Linked DNA regions of Manis javanica: region 1 is linked to region 2. Evidence: chromatin contacts called from public Hi-C data. All regions are on one chromosome and are shown on one strand. The core of a region is the stretch at or near the end of the contact, and the rest is flanking DNA. Distances in the headings are between cores, read along the strand shown.

Region 1 (3,618 bases), core at 61-2,560, 240 kb after region 2:
GAAAGCTTATTAGGTTTATGTTCCCTTTGTACCTGCCCCTCCACACTACCTCCTGCAACTCTGCACAAATGCACCCCACCCTCGAGAGCTCCTCCCTGCCCTCAGCCTGGCAGAGCTCCTTCTCTCCCGAGTCTCCTGTCCCACCCTACAGAGTTGAGAAGTCACTGCTCTTCTTTTTGCCCCTGTGGAGTGACCAGTATCAGGAGCCCAAAGTGGAGGACAGGAAATAATGGGGAGCCAAGGGAGGTTGCTGAGCCAGGTAGGTTTCTGGAGATAATGCTTCTGGCAAGAAGTCAAATGGCATCTCAGACACAATCATAGTCTGCCCTCCTGCCCCGCCCCCAGAAAGCCTGGGGAGACCCCCTCCCTCCATCCTCTCCGGGCCCACCCTCTCCCCACCACCATTGCCCCGGTTCCGTCTCTTCCTTACATCATTTACTCCTTCAGTATGTCCTCCTCCCAGTTCAGTATCGCAGGGTCTCTCCCCTAACTCAACAGACTCCCCCACTCCCAGGGATCCCTCCCTCCACCTTCCAGACTGACCAAGGTGAGACAGAGAGCAACGACCTGTCCCTACCTGAGCACAGCCCGAGAAGGCAGAAACTGAGAAGCAGCGCCATGGGGCCGGGGCGCAGGGCCATGCCGTGGGCATAGCTCGCCAACTCGCCTAGAGCGGCTGGAGCGCGCGGCTGGCCGAGGGCCGCCGGCGGGGCGCTGTCCGTGGTGCTGAAGCCTCCGACACGCCGCCCGTGCCGGGCCGGAGCGGGACCCAGGTGGAGCCGGGCCTGAGCGGGGCCCAGGTGCTGCTGTGCCGGCCGCCGCGGCGGTTCCTGCAGCGCAGTGAGCTGCGTGAAAGAACCAGCTTCTCGCTTATCCCGATCTGAGCAGGCGGAGGCTTTTCCGGCTGTTCTTCCAGGGCATTCAGCTGGGACGGTGAGGGGGCGGAGTCTCTGCCCCGGAGGCGGAAGCACCGGATGCCAGAGAAAAGGGGTTCCCTGGCTGGGATATTCTGCCTGTCCTGCTTAGGCAGGGTGTTCGTGATGTGGAAGAAGGGCGACTAACGCGACGGTAGAAGGGTTCTGAAGCCCCGAAGCTGGGGCAGGACGTGGGGGTTTCTGAGAAGGAAGAAACAGAGTAAGATAAATAGGTCAGGGCTCGCTTAGTACAGGGGGACGGAGTGCCAGAATGAGGAGGCTGAGCCGGGAGGAGTTTCTGGAGTCCCCATCCTCCTTTTTCTCTCTTACCAAACCCAGATGATCTGCTTCCGGGAAAGGCTGAGAATGCAACTGGGCAAATGCATTTTAGGCCCTTAGAGAAAGAGACAGGCTGTGGGTTTGCTGTTTAAAGAAAGCAAAGAACTTTGGAGTCTGGGAACAGGATCCCCTCGCTTGTCACCTTTTCCACCTCCATAAACTCCCTTAAAAGCCAGGCTTCTTCACAACTGAAGGACACAAACAGCAGCAGACTCACAGACTCCAAGAAGGGACTAGCGGTTACCAAAGGGGAGGGGTCAGGGAGGGCGAGTGCGGAGGGAGGGAGAAAGGGATTGAGGGGTATTATGATTGGTGCACATGGTGTGCAGGGGATCATGGGGAAGACAGTGTAGCACAGAGAAGGCAAATAGTGACTCTGTGGCATCTTACTACACTGATGGACAGTGACTGCAATGGGATGGGGTATGGGCGGGGACTCGATAATATGGGTGAATGTAGTAACCACATTGTTTTGTAACCACATTGTTTTTCATGTGAAACCTTCATAAGAGTGTATATCAGTGATACCTTAATAAAAAAAAAGCCAAGCTTCTTGCCGTCCTCCAGGAGTTCTAAGGTGGTGGCATCTGGACATCACCTAAAAAGAAGGCAACTTTCAAAAGTGGAAGGATAAATGGCCCTTATCAATTAGCCTTTCTCACTCCCATTCCCTTCCATTCCAGTCTTTGACTGCTGTGTGACAAGGGGGATCAGAGGACCATTTCACAGAGGCCAGCCCAAGAGTGAAGCTAATACAAAGAAGAGCAAAGATGAGACAGAGGAAGAGAGGTGTCAAAACTCAATGACATCTTTGATCTTGAAAGCCCTGAACTTTTAGCTTCTGAGCTGATAAAGGCTTCCCTTTTTTATTGGATTCTTATCCTTTCAACCAAAAAATTTCCAACTAAAGCAGCCTTAAACATCAAGGCTTTGTCTTATTCCATCTCTGCTTACTTCTCCAATTTCAGAGCCATTACCCTCGGCTCCACACTCCAGCTACTCGCAATATCTTTTAAGATCCTTGGACATTCTGTCCTTCCCATCCTCCACACTTTAAGACCATTTAAACAGGTAGTTTGTTTGGCTCTCTAATCACGTGTTTTCTCTCAACCACCTTCTAGTTAACTTTGAACATCTGGCAGAAATGTCAGTTCCTCAAGGAAGCTATGCCTGGCCGAGGTCTATGTCAGGTGCTCTGCTATTTGTTTCCAGAGGATGTCCAATGAACAAGCAATTTAGTCTAAGTTGGTGGCTGCCTCTCTTGTTAGATCATGAACCAGCACAGCACCTGGCATATCCTAGGACTCAACATATAAGGAAAAAGGTCTAGTACAGGACTGACATCTTTTCATGTGTAGGAGAAAATTCCTCTCTAAAAGCTCAGCTAAAAGCAACTTATGTAACATCCTCAGTTCCTGGAATTGAGGGGTACAAATAGGACAAATACTAGAAACAGACTGGAGAGAAATGAGATGGTTACTGGCCCCATAATGCACAGGGAAGTGGGCATAAATCTGCACTATAATTTTCATGGTATGTGTGTGCATAAACATGCGATGATCTCTTAAGAATTAAGGAAATCTTAGACCAAGGGAAGGAGTGGAAAACACAAGCCTTAAGGAAAAGGGAAGGAATGTGTGCAATCATTCCACTTGGGGAAAGGGTCAAAGGTATGAAGACTCACAAAATAGTGACCAGGCAAAGTGTTGGCAGGATGCTCCTATTGCCTTTATGGTAAGGAACATTTTTCTCTTGCAAGTCAGATCAACACTTGTTGGGTGTCTACAGTGTTACGGGAATTGTGTAGGTGTTGAGGATGCAGTGATCAAAAAGACCAATTCCCAGCCATTAAGGAAATCACAGTTTGGGGACCAATACTTATTACACAATGTGGTGGCTGCTCTAGTAAAGAGATGAACAAGGTTCTGTGGAAGAGCAGAGGAGAAAGAGTTTAGTGCCTAAGGGCCTGGAGGGGATGGAGATGAAAACTGAGATTCAAAAGATGAGAGAGCCAGTAAGATAAGGGTGTCTTAAAGGCATTTCAAACTCCTGAAAGGGAGGGACAGGGAGAGTTACAGATAGTAACTTAGCACGTTCCTCTTCTGGCGGTTGCAGGAAGGCTGTGAAATTTTCCTCTTATGAAAGCTGTCTGTAGCGGTTGCCGGTTCCTGGGATGATAGACTAGACTAGGCATTGGCTTGTGTGAACCGCTTGGTCGCTCCTGAAATTCCTTTCAGACCAGACCAGGCAGCCTGTTCCCCTTGGCCCCCACCTTCTCTTTTCAAATTCCCCAGCTTTTACTTCACATTTAATTCCAGCCTGGGAGGGAGTCCTCTGAGTACAGCCACCCAGTGGCCAAGAAGAG
Region 2 (3,785 bases), core at 1,243-3,742:
TCCACCATCACCTCACTGTCAGTGTGATATCGCTGGACTCGGAACAAGGAAGACATATGCAAGGCTGGCTTTCCTGAGCCAGTACCAGGCAGCTTCAGCACAACACTGAGGGTTCTGGGTTGCCACATGTGGTCTGGTGGGATGGCCCACTCCTATAGGCTTGCATCTAATTCTCCCCCAATCCCATAAGGTAGGGGACTTCTTACTCCTGTTTTATAGGGTGGCAAGCTGAGGATCAGGAGGTGGTTGTCCTGCCTGTGGTTACACAGCCGTCGTGTGGCAGCCTGGGCAGTCTGAGCATGAGCTCTAACCACGACACTGTTCTCTTCCCATTCCAGCAGGGCAGCTGTATTGAGGGGCCTGAGCTGCTTCAGTGGCATTACCTGCCAACTTCCAGTCCATTTCTTCATGACTCTCCAATCAATCTTTGGCTTTCACATAGTTTGGTTTTGTCTCCGTCCACTCCCACCCCACTGACTGTTTCTCATCCCTACCCTACAGCAGGATGTACTTCAACAGTCCCCATTTAGATCCAGCCAGCGCAGCCAGGAGACCTGGAGGCAGGAAGCTGGCCCAGAAATGTCAGCTGAAGCAGAAGGCAGGTCTGGTGGAGTGGACACAAAAATGCCCAGGCCTGGAGTCTGTCCCTGAAAATGGATCTTTCACAGCCCAGATGCTGTATCTGGCACTGAGAACCAATACTAACAGCACATTTCTGCTACTAACAACATAAATGATAATTTATTAGGAAATCATTAAGCTTAAATATGTTATCTGGAGCCTTGAACCAAACAGGTGGCTCTTTGGGGAATAGAGGGAGGGAAACCAAGGGGAGGGAAGGGGAAGGGAGGGAAGGTAGGGGGTGCTGGAGGGAGGAGGTGGAGGGGTGCTGAAGGGTGTGTCCAATACAAGGAAGGCCGGTGAGACCCCAGGCTGTGTCTGAGCCCCAGGGCTGTGACTGGCAGTGGCAGGTTAGGGGAGGAGGAACGACCATCTCATTAATAATACTAACAATAATCAAGATTATTGTGTGTAAGCAATTGTAATTATTCGGTTTCTTGGGTTGTGGCTAAGATTACAAGTAATACTCGCCTCTTAATCATGAGGGCCAACAGGGGATTGGGAAGGTGAGAACTGATATAAAGAGGGTGCTTTGGGCTCACTTGATAGGAGTTCTGCTCCTCTCTGACCTAGCCACTTGCCACTCACCATTCAGGAGAGCTGCTTTTAGAAGCTCACTGTGTGAGCATGTGTGTGCACACCTATGTGCATGTATGCACCTGTATCTGTGTATCTGTGTGTGTGCATGGCTCTCCTACTCTTCCCTCTTCCTATGCAGGGAAGCAGCTGGCCAGAGGCCAAGGGGTGATGGAAAGCAGGAGCCAGGCAGAAAGATGCCGCCCTCTTAAAAACCCAGGTGTGCCTGGGGAATCCCATAATGGTCCCTTCCTCACTAATCCCTAAGTCTGCCACAGTTATAAATGCATTTCCATTCAGCTCTGGTCCCATCTCTTTGGAACTCCCTTTGTACACAGTGGGAACTTAATAAATACTTGATGATGGTTCTGAACCTGGGAAGCCAACAGCTGTTCCTAGCTCTGACTCTCAGAGCCCCCTTGGGGAGCAACCATGGGGGTCTTCAGTCTTCCGGCTAGATACTCTTGTGACTTTATGCTCAGGTGGAGTCATGGTCCACTTACACATCTTGCTTTGGGGAGGCCATTTCCTCCATGGCTTCTTCCTGGCTTTCTCCCACCCACCATTTGAGCAACACTGATGGAGCAACTACTTGGTGTTGAGCATCATAATGGAAAGGCATCCTGGGAGATAGTATAGGAGCTGTGGGGTCAGATTGACCTGGGTTCAGATCCTAGCATCCTTAATTACAAGCTGGGTGACATCTGGCAAGTTACTTATCTGTGCTTGGGCGTTTTCTTTTCCTTTCTTTTTTTTTTTTTTTTTTACGGTTTTCATCTGTAAAAGGAGAATGATGACATCATTTCCATAGGGTTGATGAGAGGGTTAGAAATAACCTAGAGGAGGCACCTGCGCAGATTGCAGGCGTTCAGTAGGTGAGCTTTTCAGCCGGGGGTAAGAAGGCTATGGGTCCTCTCTGCTTCTGTGACCTTGAAGTTGTTACTCAACATCACGGACCAGTTGGTAAAATGGGAAGATAATGCCCACCTCCTTGGGTGTCTGGAGGACGTAACTGGATAATATGTGTAGACCCTGGCCATTAATAAGTTGCCTTCCTGCTTCCTGCCCCAGCGTCGGGGTGCACAGCTACCCTCCTTAGGAGGCCCTCTGCTCCTCCTCCCCACCGCCCCCGTCCGTGTACATCTTTCATGGCCGTGGGCTCGCGGGTTTCTGCCATACCTGTCAGAGGAAAGAGGGCAGCAGCTCAGCTCCGCGCACGCAAGCGGAAACTACAGTTCCCAGCCCTCGCCGCGCCGCCGCTGGGCCCAGAGCTGAGGGCAGTTGGCTCCTCCTCCTGGGCGGAGCCTAAATGGGGGCGGAGTTAGGAGGTGGTTGGAGAGTTAAGCCAAGCCAATGAGACCAGCTGCTAATAAGTGGGCTTGGCTTACAATATAACAGTGGCAGGAGGAGGCGAGCAAAGCAATTGAGCCAGCGAGGAGTGGAGCTGGACCTGGCCTCGCACGCTCCTAGAGGACCACCTCCTGAGACAGAGTTCTTTTTCCTCCTTCTTCTTGCTCAAGCTCTCTCCTGCCCTCCCTCCCTGCCCAGTGCAATGCATTCTTGAGTGGCAGCGTCTGGACTCCAGGCAGCCCCAGAGAACCGAAGCAAGCCAGCGAGAGGACGGGAGCCAAGACACTCCGGTTGGGGAGCTTGGATGCCTGGCTTTCTTTGAGGACGTCTTTGGAGCGAGGGTGGCTTTGGGGTGGGGGATTGTGCTGCAAGGAATCCAGCCAGGTCCCAAGATGGACACTTCTGGGCACTTCCATGACTCCGGGGTGGGAGACCTGGATGAAGACCCCAAGTGCCCCTGTCCATCCTCCGGAGACGAGCAGCAGCAGCCGCCACCGCCGCCGTCAGCGCCACCAGCGGTGCCCCAGCAGCCCCCGGGACCCCTGTCGCAGCCTCAGCCTCCGCAGCCTCAGCCTCAGCAGCCGCCGCCGCCGCCGCCGCATCCCCTGTCTCAGCTCACCCAACTCCAGAGTCAGCCCGTCCACCCCGGCCTGCTCCACTCCTCTCCCACTGCTTTCAGGGGCCCCCCTTCGGCCAACTCCACAGCCATCCTCCACCCTTCCTCCAGGCAAGGCAGCCAGCTCAATCTCAATGACCACTTGCTTGGCCACTCTCCAAGCTCCACAGCCACAAGTGGGCCTGGTGGAGGCGGCCGGCACCGGCAGGCCAGCCCCTTGGTGCACCGGCGGGATAGCAACCCCTTCACGGAGATCGCCATGAGCTCCTGCAAGTACAGCGGTGGAGTCATGAAGCCCCTCAGCCGCCTGAGCGCCTCCCGGAGGAACCTGATCGAGGCTGAGCCTGAGGGCCAACCCCTCCAGCTCTTCAGCCCCGGCAACCCCCCGGAGATCGTCATCTCCTCCCGGGAGGACAACCATGCCCACCAGACCCTGCTCCGTCACCCCAACGCCACCCACAACCACCAGCACGCCGGCACCACTGCCAGCAGCACCACCTTCCCCAAAGCCAACAAGCGGAAAAACCAAAACATTGGCTATAAGCTGGGACACAGGAGGGCCCTGTTTGAAAAGAGAAAGCGCCTGAGCGACTATGCTCTGATTTTTGGGATGTTTGGAATT

Evidence for each region. Hi-C and Micro-C count contacts between places; a contact is called where the count stands out from the background.
Region 1: a Hi-C map of blood shows a contact between it and region 2, with 2.6 times the contacts expected there. The contact joins the promoter of CHRNB2 here to the promoter of KCNN3 in region 2. A contact is called at or near these places in 2 of 2 Hi-C or Micro-C datasets (blood and fibroblasts).

Annotation. Positions count from the first base shown.
Region 1 is chr14:11,224,906-11,228,523 of MJ_LKY, forward strand. CHRNB2 (cholinergic receptor nicotinic beta 2 subunit) reads right to left here and starts at 1,311. Exons shown (of 6, transcript XM_017655109.3): 1 at 578-1,311. The coding sequence starts at 641.
Region 2 is chr14:10,986,717-10,990,501 of MJ_LKY, forward strand. It overlaps KCNN3 (potassium calcium-activated channel subfamily N member 3), which reads left to right and starts at 2,493. Exons shown (of 9, transcript XM_037016765.2): 1 at 2,493-3,785. The coding sequence starts at 2,940.